2 separate regions of the Mus musculus genome follow, and region 2 is linked to region 1. A link is a contact called in public Hi-C data. All regions are on one chromosome and are shown on one strand. The core of a region is the stretch at or near the end of the contact, and the rest is flanking DNA. Distances in the headings are between cores, read along the strand shown. Region 1 has its middle 110 kb from the start of Gm40948. Region 2 overlaps Gm33116 (a long non-coding RNA gene).

What was found. Hi-C and Micro-C count contacts between places; a contact is called where the count stands out from the background.
Region 2: a contact with region 1 is called in a Hi-C map of myocytes, with 3 times the contacts expected there. The contact joins two enhancer-like sites. A contact is called at or near these places in 4 of 484 Hi-C or Micro-C datasets (the C2C12 cell line, embryonic fibroblasts, muscle stem cells and 1 more) and 5 of 115 datasets of contacts at active chromatin or transcription factors (embryonic fibroblasts, fibro-adipogenic progenitors, large pre-B cells and 2 more).

What each region holds. Positions count from the first base shown.
Region 1 is chr13:51,971,625-51,978,152 of GRCm38.p6, forward strand. No RefSeq gene overlaps it. Among named protein-coding and RNA genes, the nearest start is that of Gm40948, 110 kb to the right of the region's middle. Within about 2 kb of position 4,382, at least 181 of the 459 cell types and tissues checked have an H3K27ac peak or open chromatin away from gene starts, as enhancers often do. A contact at or near this core is called in the C2C12 cell line, embryonic fibroblasts, muscle stem cells and 3 more, where this site is marked.
Region 2 is chr13:52,238,157-52,244,982 of GRCm38.p6, forward strand. It overlaps Gm33116 (a long non-coding RNA gene), which reads left to right. Exons shown (of 4, transcript XR_382372.2): 4 at 6,763-6,826. Among named protein-coding and RNA genes, the nearest start is that of Gm33116, 7.7 kb to the left of the region's middle. Within about 2 kb of position 3,800, at least 27 of the 459 cell types and tissues checked have an H3K27ac peak or open chromatin away from gene starts, as enhancers often do. A contact at or near this core is called in the C2C12 cell line, embryonic fibroblasts, muscle stem cells and 3 more, where this site is marked.

The DNA.
Region 1 (6,528 bases), core at 3,132-5,631:
GCAGGAATAGAAACCTTAAGACTGATGGTAAAGTGCTTGAGGACCTGTGTGCAGTCCCCAAACCCCTTTTTATCAAAAAGCCAGGTGTGCTGGTGTGCAGCTGTTATTCCAGTGTTGGGGAGACAGAGACAGGTGGGAGGCTCCCTGGATTTCTCAGGTCAGCCAGGCTGGACTATTTGGTCAGTTCTGAGCCAGTGAGAGACCTTGACTCCAAGAAAAAGTGATGAGGACATGAGAGGGTCCCTTCAGGGCTCCCCACGCTTGTGCACTTGCACAAGCACACACCCTCCCTCTTTCTGACACAAATACAAACATCTAGAAATAGGAAGGCTGCCCAGAACTGGAGCTGATGTCTGCCTGCCTGTTCCCACCAGCAGCAGCCGAGAGGCAGATACAAACGGAGCATATCAATGGATGGATATGCTCTCATCACGGATAGATAAAGAAATGCCGTGTACATGTGTGTGTCAACTATGTTTCCTATCCTCCAAGACTTTGCGGTGTGAGGCCTCGCTGATCCTGCAGAGACACATAGCCCTAGCTAGGAAAAGGCCTCTTGTCAACCAACCAATCCCTCCACTCCCCAGTATCTCCTGTCTCAAGCTTGTCCACACTGAGCCACTATAGCGATGCTCTCCTTGTGTGGGTCCAGGTAGCAGACAACAGGGACATCTCTGCCCAAGAGCCTGTTCACCCTGTCTGACAGGTTCCTTCCCAAGGAGGCCACAATCAAGAATCTCCATGCTGTTTGCCTCACTCCTACCTCCTGACCTTTCCCTGGGGCCTCCAGTGGGGTTCTTCATGGCATGGCCTCCTGCCACCGAGGACCTGTGAGGAGTCACTTTTCCCTTACAAGCATCCTGTCCTCCACCCCAGGGTCCACTGTATGGGAGTGAGTGAATCCTGGATGCTTTAGAAACATACACTTAGAATCATCCACAAAAGGAAAGGGAGCTTTGGCACACAGCCTACAGGAAAGGCCCTTGAGAACGCAGGTGGGGCCCGGATGGACAGAGAGAACAGGGCAGACTCCGTGCAAGAACAAGGGCTGTTACCAAGCAAGGATAGGAAGAACTAGCTACTGACATACAAGTGACCTGGAGGAGCAGCCAGTCTCAAAGACTACATGGCTCCAAGTGCAGCTAGCTGTCCTCACACCACTGAATGCATCAGGAATGGAGAATGTGCAGAGAATTAGTCACTTGCCAGAAACTGGAGCTTTTACCTCATTCCCTCCACATGCTGAGAACACTTCTGTCAGCCCCCCCCCCACCCCCCCCCCCCCCGCCCTGTCCAGCCAAGCTGCGGCAAACAAAGCCTGCTTACAACGGAGTGCCAAATATCTCACATAACTTGGTGAATGTGGGATGCTGTGGGGGAACCTTACCTGTTCTTGGGGCAGCTATGGTATCTTTGGAAGATACCATTGACACCACAGCCTGGCATATCAACCCCCCAAATCACACAGCACGTGGCTAGTGAGAGAAAAGATCCAAATTCCAAATACCAAGTGCAGTTTCCACCGAATTCCATCGTGGTCATAAAGTAGGAAAATCTTAGCCCTGAGCCGCGGTAGGTCAGCAGCAGCCATTCTCAGAAGAGTGACTCGGCGGATGGAATAGTTGCATTGAGGGTGTGGATGTGAAGGTGTAGCTCTGGGGAGTTGTTGTGGGGCGGGGGGACTGGGCATAAAATCTTTCTAAGAACTAACTGTAGTGGGACTTCATCCTATTTTACAATAGACTTTACAACTCAAAGAGCTGGAGTTATTGCCTTTACCATATGTAAATGGAGAAAAATACAGAAAATCAAGTAAAATAACTGCACCGATTTGACCGGATCGTCTTAAAAAAGGACCTTTCTCCCAAGAAAAGACCAGAAGAGAATTAATTCCATCTGGCTCCGTTCCACGAAGTTTTAAAAGTAGGTAAATTCATAGACAGAAAGGAGAGTGATTTACAGGGCGTGTGGGGGAGGGGAGCCGGTGTTTAATAAGGCCTTGGCTTCAGTTTGGGAAACAGTTCTAGGGGTGGATGACGTCAGCGGCTTCGGATATGCTTACAGCCATTGGTCTATGTATTTAGAAATGGCTAGGAGGTGGGGGCGGGGTGCAGACATAGCTCAGTTGGTAAGCTGCTTGCTTCAGGAGCATAAAAATCTGAGTTCAGATGCTAGCATGCACATAAAACAGAGGGCACAGTGGTAAACATCTACACTCAGAGCACTGGGGAGACAGGGACAGGGGGATGCCTGGTGAGCTCATTTGCTGAATTGGCGAACTCTGTGTTGGTTCAGTGGGAGATAGTATCTCCAAAAATATTGAGGAGTAATGGTCTGCACCCACCCGTGCCACATATGCACACCCACATGAACATGCACATACACAAACCATAACATAGTATATAAAATAGTATATACACATACACAAACCATAACATAGTATATATCATGTATACCTTACCTCGGTATAAAGAATCAGCGAGGCTGCTGGCCAAGGTGGCCCTCAGCTCAGTGTGTGGGAGATGCTAAGGGCAGGGTGCAGTACTCTCTTGTGTGGCCCACACCTAGCAGGTGCCTGGACTAAGTTGTTTTGAATGGGACACAGTGTTCTTGGTCAGGTGTGAGCACGGGTCGCCCAGGTCTTCATGGTTCCATGTGGTCATGAGCTTCGGGAACCTGGCCTAGCAGTGCCACCGGAGGGCCTCCTTCTGACCAAACACACAAATGCAGCTTTGGCAAGCAGCCCTGAGTAGGTGCTGGTCCAGGAGGGAGTTTCCCAGGTGCGGGGTGGGGGTGGGGGGGTGGGGGGCTGGGGGGGGGCAGGTGCTCCTCCTGAGGATTGGTGGGTTATTCTGTTCTTTCTGCAACTACAGGTGTGCCCGTTTGGAGGTGAGTCAGTCTGTGTGTTGGTCTACACTGCAGCTGCTTGAGTTTCCTCTGGGTCCCCCTTTGCATCCGTCTGGTAGCATTGCTACCTAACCTGCCTAGCCCAGGGCACCACTCATGCAGCCAGTTCCCAGGCAGACAGGGCTCTCAGTGGAGAAGGCTCAGGTAGTGTGCAGCCAGCCCGAGCTTTGATGCAGAACAGGAGAGGCCGCACTTTGGTTTTCATACTTAGGCTCCTGACTGGATCTCAATGAAGCCACAGCCCAATCCCCCAAACAGGGTTCCCAGTGCACTATGAAGCTAGCTGCCAGCCCAGCCCAGCCAAGAACCCTGGAGGCTGCAGACACATGTTGGCTCTCTTTCAGGACTTGTGGTGGTCTTCTTCCCTCCCCAGTCTCGCAGGTTTTATTTGAAAGACCTGAGCCCCAGCTTTCAACTCCTTCCTCAGCTCTCTGATAAAAAGCAAACAGAATCAGCTCTTACAGCTTTGCCTGGAGCTGAGGCTCACACCGCCCACAAAGGCAGGCAGGCCATCAAAGCACTGGAGCTCAGGTGTGTGGCCTGAGACCAAGGTGCAGGTGGGAAGGAGACTGTGTGTGTCCCAGCAATGGCTCTGGCATCCTCCAGGGTCATTTTCTTCAGCTGCGGCCCCTATGCCAGGCCTGTGGCCACTGCCCTGGCTGTGCCTGACCTTCTTGCAGACCCGTCTTGAGTGCCAGCAAACCCTGCAGACAGCCTGATACCTGCAGACAACATCTTAATTGCCCTGTAAGACAGTTTGGCTGCTGAGCCCCTTTTGTGGGCAGGCACAGTTTGAACTTCAAAGAGTTTTGTAAAGTTTACCACAGCCCTAGGAGCGACAGGATAATTTTGGTGTCGTTGGAGAGGAGGCTTGGCGGGGCTCCTAACTCTGCTCTGGTCTACAAGCCCCAGGGGCACCCTGGTCTGTGGGACTCACCCAATGAAGCCCTCTTCCCAACCAGGGAAGGCCGCCAACTCCGCTTCAATGGCGCCTGACTCCAGTTCTACCACAAGGCTGGGCCAGGGCGTGGGTTGGAGACCCAGCTGAGTTCCCTGCTCCCCAGAGACCTTGGAGGAAGCAAGCCACACACCGGTATGTCTGGAGAGGCGTGTGCTGATTCTCGGGCTCACCCCAGGAAGAAAAACCTGTGCCTCTTCACCTTCCAAAGCAGTGAGATGTCAGAAGATAACTCACTCATAAACCAGGAGATGGTAATCCTGGAGTCAGACTCTGCTGGACTTTGGGTAAGGGTAGCATGGCACAGGCATTCTCAGATCCAGTTTCTCTACCTCAGCAGTGAGGCTGGCATTTGGTGGTTTACTACCTCTCTTTGGGAGGAGGCATGCCTGTGACATGCCTGTCCCCGACTCTCATGGGACCAGGGAGCATTGAGCGTCCTCTGCCTGGTGGGCTCCCAGCTCCTGCAAACAGAGGCTTCTGACTGGAGTTTGAGGAATGCAGGGAGGCCTGGGCGGAGCTACTGCAGACTAGGGGAGCCCTGGGGAGCAGCTGCCACAAACTGGAGCAGGGCTGGACCTTCCTCAACTATGGCAGGAATGTCAGCATGTACTCTTTGGGGTAGGAAGGCTGAAGCAGCCATTTTTAGCAGCTGTGTGGCCCAGCCCTTCCTTTGCCAATACGAAGGGCTGGGTGGCTCCAGGCCACAGCTCTGGAATGTGACAGGTCACACTGTACTTTATGGTGGTGGCAGGGGACAAAGTATGAAGAAGCCAGGAGGCAGAGGGAGAGCATGCATGCACCCAGGGGACCCGCCCTGCCCTGGTAAGACTCTTATCAGCACACTCCAGCTGTGCAGAAGCTTGCCCCCCCCCCCCTTCCTGTGGACACAGACCCTCATGCCTGCCCTGCAGGCCTTTGGCCTTCGAGAACTCTCAGAACCAATTGAAAGGCACCCAGTGCTGTGGGGCTGGTGTGCAAGGCGAGGCCTTAAAGTATCCTGAGGACTACTTGCTGTCCCCATCCATGGTCACTCTGCTGGCCAGCTGCCAGCCTCCTTAAGGATCCTTTAGATTAAAACAGGTTTTAGAGGCAAGCAGGCTGAGATGTAATCTGACTTCACCTCCAACATGAATAGGATTTTTATTGTTTCGCTGATGGTTATTGGAGAAGGGGGTCTGGGGACAGTGACTCTGGGGAGGGTCGGTCTTGGGAATGGGCAGGCCTTCAGCAGTGAGATGCCAAGGAAGAAAGGAAGACTGGGGAGCTCCAGCTGGCAGGGTTAAATATTGGAGCCACGGGCTGCCTTAGGCCTTAGCAGAAAGCTGACACAGAGAAGGTGACAGCAGGACTTGTTCCTGCTGCTAGAGGGGACAGAGGGCGGACTGACAATTTGCTCAGAGCCTGCAGCAGCTTCCCTCTCCTCCCTGCCTTTCCTACCTGGGTCAAAGTGGCTTTTCTAGGTCACTTTCACAACAGTCTTCCTTGTAGCTGGCCCCAGAAGGAGAAGGGAGGCTTCACGCTGGAGCAGCTGCTGCCAGGGCCCTGCACAACCCTGGTGGTAGAACAAATCTGTATCAAGATTAGCATACAAAGGAAGCTCTTTCCCACCTGGCATCAGACAACAAATGGAGCACACTTAGTTTGCAGAAAAAGAATGGAAGTCCTTTCTCACCCATACTTCACCCACAAACGAAGCATGGGCAAGAAGCTGTGTAATGTCCTAGAAAGGTCTGGTGCCCTGTGGCCCAAGCTTTACCTTTGGCTCACTGGCTCACTTGTACCCTAGTCTCAGGGGTGCTTTCCCTTTCGTAGCAAGTTATCTTTCTACTTCTTATTTTATGTTTAAAATGGTGTGTGTCTGTGGTTATGAACATGAGTATAGGTACCACGGAGGCCAGAGGAGGGCGCCAGATTTCTTGTAGCTGGAATCACAAGTAGTAGTGAGCCACCTGACAGGGGCGCTGGAAACCAGACTCTGGTTCTCTGTAAGGACCGCAAGTGCTCTGAACTGCTGAGCTGTCTCCTAGTCACTCTTAAGCACCACGTCATCTCTGTGTCCTTGGTCCAATTTATTGTCTGCAGTCACAGACACAGGAAGCTAATATATCAATAGGTGCACTGGAATCCCCCTTCCCTCAGTGGGTGCTCTGGGACTCTGATTCTCATCTATAGTACCCACACATCACTGTGGGTCTTGTCCATCTGGTGTGTGTGTGTGTGTGTGTGTGTGTGTGTGTGAGAGAGAGAGAGAGAGAGAGAGAGAGAGAGAGAACATGCACATGTATAGACAGGCAAACAGATAACCAGAGGAGGGGGGTAGGGGATTATGGGAAGTAGAGACTTGGAGAGTCAATGTCCAGTGTAGTGATGATGGATACCATATCTTACTGAAGGCCTGATACTGAACTGTGGTTATGAACTGATACTGTGGTTATGAACATGAGTGTAGGTACCACGGAGGCCAGAGGAGGGCGCCAGATTTCTTGTAGCTGGAATCACAAGTAGTAGTGAGCCACCTGACGGGGGCGCTGGAAACCAGACTCTGGTTCTCTGTAAGGACCGCAAGAAGGTCTGAGAACCAGGACACCGAAGTCTAAAGACAGAATTGGGAGCTCAGGTCAAATACAGCACCTCTCCCTCAGCCCTTGTCCTCCATGAAG
Region 2 (6,826 bases), core at 2,550-5,049, 270 kb after region 1:
GTCACTACGTTACAGGTGACATCTTCCTTCAACCCAGCAAAAAGAATCAAGGGGAAAAAAATAACACCTTAAAGATCTTTGCATCTGTCTTTTTGAATAAATGATGTCAGTTGTATATATTCAGGAAGCAGTGCATCAGAACAGATTTGTGGTACATCACAAATGAAAGCAAAGTGACAAGCTGAAAAATCACCCCAGTTTCAAGCATCCTCAACCCAGCATGGGTCAGAGAGCCTCAGATAGTAACAGATACATGGTACATCCTGCAAGGGGAAACTGTGGCATCTGTAGTTACAAACCTAGGGGTTATGACTGAACAAGGTTAACAATCATGAATACTTCAGTTGGCTACAGATACTCAGTGTATCCTGAAGGGGGTGCTGTGCCTTCTGGGGTTTAGGGTATGGGGAGGGCAAACTAAATGATTCTCTATATGGCTTGAAAGTATGTGGACTCAGGTGAGATGTTACCTCCCTGATGACTCAACTCAAGGAGAGAAAAAGCCTTTGAGGTGGCCAGATATCATGGAAGTCTAGATATCTCAGTCTTGGATTCTCAGTATCCTATTCTCACAGATCACTGCAAAAGGCTCTATTGAAATCTGGTTGGCAGTGGAAAAGAGATGGGGCAACTGGTCTACCTACTAGATGCTCTGCTCATTGAAGGCAAAAACTAGGTATGAAATATTTGAAACAGGGACCTGGGGAGATGACTTAGTTGACTAAGTGCTTGCCTTGGCAGTTTGAGGATCTTAGTTCAAGCCTCAACACCCACATAAGAAACTAGGTGCGGTAGTGTATACTTATAATCCTTGTGCTTGTGAGGCAGAAATAGAAGGATCCCTGGATACTAGGAACAGAATAAGCAAGCTCCATGTCCCAGTGAGAGATCCTGTCTCAAGTAACAACAAAAACCAAGCTGAACAGTTTCTAAGGAATAATACCCAAGGTTGTCTTCGGGCCTGCACATGCATTCACACACAGGTGCATAGACATTTGCACACATAGAGACATGCACAAACACAAATAAAATGTTGTCTGGGGTACCAAAATCACCTAAACTATTCCCTATCGAGCATCCCAAACTTAGGACTTGGAATTTTGAATATGGCCATATCTGCTGTCTTGTTCATTAACTGGTCATTCATTGGCCTTGAGTTGCCTGTTGACTTTCTGTTGACAGTCTTGAGGTTCCCATTTCTTCTGGCGTCCATCACGTCCTGAGAGTGACTGTAGAGGTCATGGCTTGAGGGGGAGAAACTAGAATGAAAAAGGCAACATCAAGGCCATGTGTGATTTAGAATTCTGGTGATAAACTTTAAAGTAGAGTTGGAAGCAAAAGACCTCAGGGGCAGTGAGATCTTTAGTGGAAAGAAAGATTACCTTCTCCTCAGTCCCAAGCAGTTGACCTGATTCTTATGTGCAAGCTAGATTTTGAGAAACATTCACCATAGAGCATACTCCAGACCGGTGTTCACTCTGAGCTACAAGGACTTGTTTCTACTTACTTGATGGGTTGAGTTAAGAACTCTGTGAAAGAGTATCCCTTGGTGTGCTGGTTAGTTTTTGTCAACTTGACATAAACTAGAGTTTCCTGAGAAAAGGAAAGTTCAATTGAGAAATTTCCTCCATCAGATTGGCTTGTGGACAAGTCTGTAAGGGCATTTTCTTGGCTGATGATTAATGTAGTATTGAGTCATATAAGAAAGCAAACTTAGCAAGCTATTATGCAGCATTTCTTCTTGGTTTCTGCCTTTAGATTCATGCCCTTGGGACAAGGGGCTATGATGTGGAAATGTAAGATGAAATAAATCCTTTCCTCCCCAAGGTGAATTTAGTCAGGTTGTTTTTTTGTTTGTTTGTTTGTTTGTTTTGTTTTTTTCATATCAGCAAAGAGAAGCACACTGGACACTTGGATTCTTAGTACCAAGGTTTTGGATTTGATAGTGTAATTTTGATACATGTCTAAGCTACAGAACAGAGTAAAGCAAGAGGATTTTCAATGTCCTATGTGACTTGTTCCTATACATTAAGAGACAACTTGGGCCGGGCGTGGTGGCACACACCTTTAATCCCAGCACTCAGGAGGCAGAGGCAGGTGGATTTCTGAGTTTGAGGCCAGCCTGGTCTACAAAGTGAGTTCCAGAACAGCCAGGGCTATACAGAGAAATCCTGTCTCGGGGGGGAAAAAAAAGACAAATTGAGCCCATGCCCTTCTATAGTGGGGGAAGGACAACAAGCTTGCCTAGTCTTCCTCGGGCATAATTCTTCACTGTTTGCCATGTGGTGTTTTCTCTTCAGTGCTGACCACTGTTTCCATTGACCACATAAATAGTAAGCTGGGGTCTAAAAAAAGCAATGCACATAAAAAGTCACCGAATTGCTTGTTGAATCTGGAACATTCCTGCTGATAGATGTGAAAGCTTTTTCCCACTGCAGCTAGGTGCAGGAATTCAAAAATAGAATGTATTCAATTTGACATTGTTTAGTGTACTCTAAAAATTCTCTTGAAAAAGATGTCTTTGGGCGTGCATCTGTGAGTACACAATAAACTTCAAAAAAGGACAATATTTCCCAGGAAATCAAAATAGACATGTTTGTCATTGTTGCTATTTATTCATGTTGGAAATCTGTCCCTCTTTATCTGTGATTATGTAACATCCCAATCTAGGCTTCCAAATGCCTATGGCAGGCCCGGTCTCTCTCTCTCTCTCTCTCTCTCTCTCTCTCTCTCTCTCTCTCTCTCTCTGTGTGTGTGTGTGTGTGTCTGTCTGTCTGTTTGTCTGTCTCTCTTTCCCTTGTTCCAGAGATCCACATCAGAAGCACCCCCTCCGCTGGCAGGGGGTCTGAGATATTGCTGACCGCTCTCTATTTTGATTGGTTAGCTATGGACCTTCATTGGGCACTCTGGGCCACTGAGTATGTATATCTTCATTCCTCAAGCTACATATTCTAGAGACATGAAGGGTTTCAGAAGATATGGAATTTAGACAATACTCCAAGAGTGATATAATCTGGGATGTGGAGAAGAGAGCCACATGTGAACAGGTGTGATATAAAATCTCAGAGGTGTTGATGACCAGACAGTTTGCCAGCAAAGCCATGAAGGCTACTTACTTCATGGGGTACAGTGTTTGGAGAGGGTGAACTTCGACTTGTGGAAGTGGGGAAGTCTTCTGAGAGCCATATCTAAAAGTAAAATGGCTCAAGTCTGGAAGTAAAAGAAGCCAGCATCTCAGGTGATGACCACTCAGGCACACCCAGGGTATTGAGAGTTGGTGGCACTCAGGATTAATTCAGCAGAAAAGGTCTGGTTGGATGCCCAGATATAAAATCATAGGAGAGAACGGGGTTTAGCTGTGTCTTGTAAGTGTTCTATTGCTGTGATGAGATGTCATAGCCATGGTGACTTTTAGAGAAGAAATAATTAACTGGAGCTTGCTTACAATTTCAGAGATTCATTCTATTTTCACTATAGTAGGAAACATGGCAGTAGGCAGGCTGATGCTGAGGAAGACCTGAGAATTCTAAACCAGGCTCTCCTCAGGCAGAGGAGGAGATTGGCAAGAGAGAGAGAGAGAGAGAGAGAGAGAGAGAGAGAGAGAGAGAGAGAGAGACAGAGACAGAGACAGAGACAGAGACAGAGAGAAAGGCAGAGAGAAAGACAGAGAGACAGAAACAGAGACTGGATCTGGCTTGGGCTTTTAAAACCTCTAAACCAATCTCCAGGACAACAATGCTGTACCTACTCCAACAAAGGCTCTATCTCCTAATCCCTCCTGAGTAGTTCCACACCCTAATGACTAAGCATTCAAACACTCTGGGGGACATCCTTATTCAAACCACCACATTCCACTCCCTTCCCCCATAGGCTCGTAGTCATATCATAATGCAAAAAAAAAAAAAAAAATACATTCAGCCCAACTTCAAAAGTCCCTTTAATCTATAACAGCCTTAACCCTGTTTAAAAGTTCAAAGATGAAAGTCTCTTCTGACATACAATGACACAGGATGTATTATCATTCCAAAAGGGAGGACAGGAAGCATAATAAGATAATGACAGAAACAAAACTGAGAGCCTGCTGGTAAAACTGCAAATTCAGCCTTTTCTTGTCTGATGTCAACTCACTCTTCAGATCTCCAACTCCTTTCAGCTTTGTTGACTACAACACATGTTTCTCTCTTGGGAACAGTTCTATTTCCTGTTAACGGCTCTCCTCAACAGATATCTCATGGCTCTGGCATCTGCAGCATCTTGGTGTCTCTAACCAAATCCAGACTTCACCTTCACAACTTCACAGAATGGCCTTTCTGGCTCTCCATGCATGGATAGCCCTGACACATGCCTGGCCTCAGTAGCTGTCTATAGCCATGGAAACACCTTTCTTATGTCCTTTACTCTACAGCTAGAACCACATGTCCAAAGCTGTCAAGTTGTTCTGCTTGCCCAGAGGTCACTACTCCCTTGAATCCTTTTAGCACCAGGCTTTCCTTGAAACTTCTTATCTCCTTGAGCTTACTTGACCCATTACTCGACCTAGTGCTCCCTTTCTCCTCAAACTCTACATATTTTTATTTTTTTTTTCTTGCTCAGCTAGCTCCTTTATTATATCTGCATAAGACTGGCCGTTATTAACCACATGACAGAGTCAATACGAGGCTGTCTTGAAATCTCCTCTGCCAATGACATTAATCCAAAACTCTTTAATTTGGCTTCAGGCAGATTTTTTGGAGAAGGGCAGAAAGTAGCTATGTTCATTACCAAAATATTACAAGAACAGCCTCTAAATCACTTACTAGTATTTTTCTCCTTTAGAACCTCTTTAACTGGGCCATAACAATCTAGATTTCTCTCAGCACCCCTGTCTTCCACATTCTGACTAGTACAGCTTATTAAGCCCCACTTAAAGCATTCAACTGCTTTCCTAACCCAAAGTCCCAAACTCCACACTTTGCCACCAGCAGCATGGTCAGGCTTGTCATAGCAATAACTGACAACTGATATCAACTTCTGTCTTAGTGTTCTATTGCTGTAAAAAAGCACCATGATTATAGCAACTCTTATAAAAGAAAGCATTTAATTGGAGCTGGCTTACAGTTTCAGAGATTTAATCCATTTTCAACATGATGGGAAGAATGGTGGCACACAGGCAGACATGGTGTTTGAGAAGTAGCTGAGAGTTCTACATCCAGATCTACAGACATCAGGAAGAGAGAGAGAGAGAGAGAGAGAGAGAGAGAGAGAGAGAGAGAGAGAGAGAGCAAGCCAGCCACTGGGCCTGGCTTCAGCTTTTGAAACCTCAAAGTCCACCTCCCAGTAACACACTTCCTCCACGAGGCCACACCTACTCCAACAAGGCCACACCTCCTAATCTCTCTCAAGTAGTTCTACTCAGTGATGACTAAGCATTCAAACATATGAGTCTATGGGGTGGGGGCAGTCATTCTTATTCAACCACCATAGGCTGGATTCCATTAATGAGGCTTCAAAGTGAAGAAATGAGAAGGCTGTATGAGTCAATAGATTGGGGTAGGAAACAAAAGAATAAAGGAAATCACAGGATACATGAAGAACAGATCCATAGAGGTAAGCTAGTGTATACAATCACCAAGAGTACGTTGAGCAGATAGGATTGCAAGTGTGTACATGGGCTAAGCCTGCAGGTGGGTTCATGGGCTATGCCTGCAGGTGGGTTCATGGGCTATGCCTGCAGGTGGGTGCATGGGCTATGGCTGCAGGTGGGTGCGTGGGCTATGCCTGCAATTGGGTGCATGGGCTATGCCTTTGGGAATACTTAGACTCCTGGCCACCTGTGGGAGAAGAATCTTCATCAAGCTGCAGAGCTAAAGGCTGTACTAGGACATAACTGAAGAAGCACAGGTGACAGGAGACAGCTAAAGAGGCTGTCAGCACAGTTTGTGGACAGGCAGGGGAATCAAGGTGCTCCTGTGAGGGGGACAGGGGGCCCAATGTCCTCAGAAAGGTCCTGAGTGTCCATACAGGAGACAGCATGTGTGTCAACCTCTTCCTCACCCATCTGAGGGGCTGTTCTGATGTCATTTCTTTGACTATGCCCTTCTAATATATGTGGGCTGTCCAACTATCCCAAATACACAACTTTAGCCATCCTGCTGGCTTGAGATTCATGTGTCTCTGTTGTAAAAAATATTTCATAAATCCCCACACAGGGTTTCTTCCTACTTTAGAACATTCAAGTTCCTGGATGAAAAACACACACCCAGCCTTTATATTTTTAAATATGCCTTAGGCAGCACAATAGCTGGGCAACTGCCTGCCCTCCATGCTGTTAGAATCCCCTTCTCTACTGATAACTCTGTGTTACTGCTTACTAATTTCTATGTTCCATCTGGGCTGCTCTTAACTCCAATTGGCTACCCTGCATGGCCAAGTTTTTTAATGGCTCAACTATTCAATTGCAGCTCTCCTTCACCCTCCTGTACTCTTCCTATTCCGTGGTGGCTCCTTTCTTCCCCTCCCTTCTTTCCCTTGGGGTCCCCACCCTGGGAAACCTAAACCCTACCTATGTCTCTTCTCCCCAGCCCTTGGCTGCTGGCATCTTTATTTACCAATCAGAATTAACTGGGGGCAGGGTCACTCAGTGTCTTTTTTTGTGGACTCTGTCAGCTTTGGGGGCAGTTTTGGAGGGGATCGAAATTAGCATTAGAATACAGCAGCATGAGGTTAACCCACTATATGTCTCAATAAAAAAAATCTTATTGCCCTTGTTTTATATCCCCATAGCTGCTTCCAGCTGCCTGTCTGATGTCACTGTATGCATGCCTAGGGACATAATACTACCAGAAGA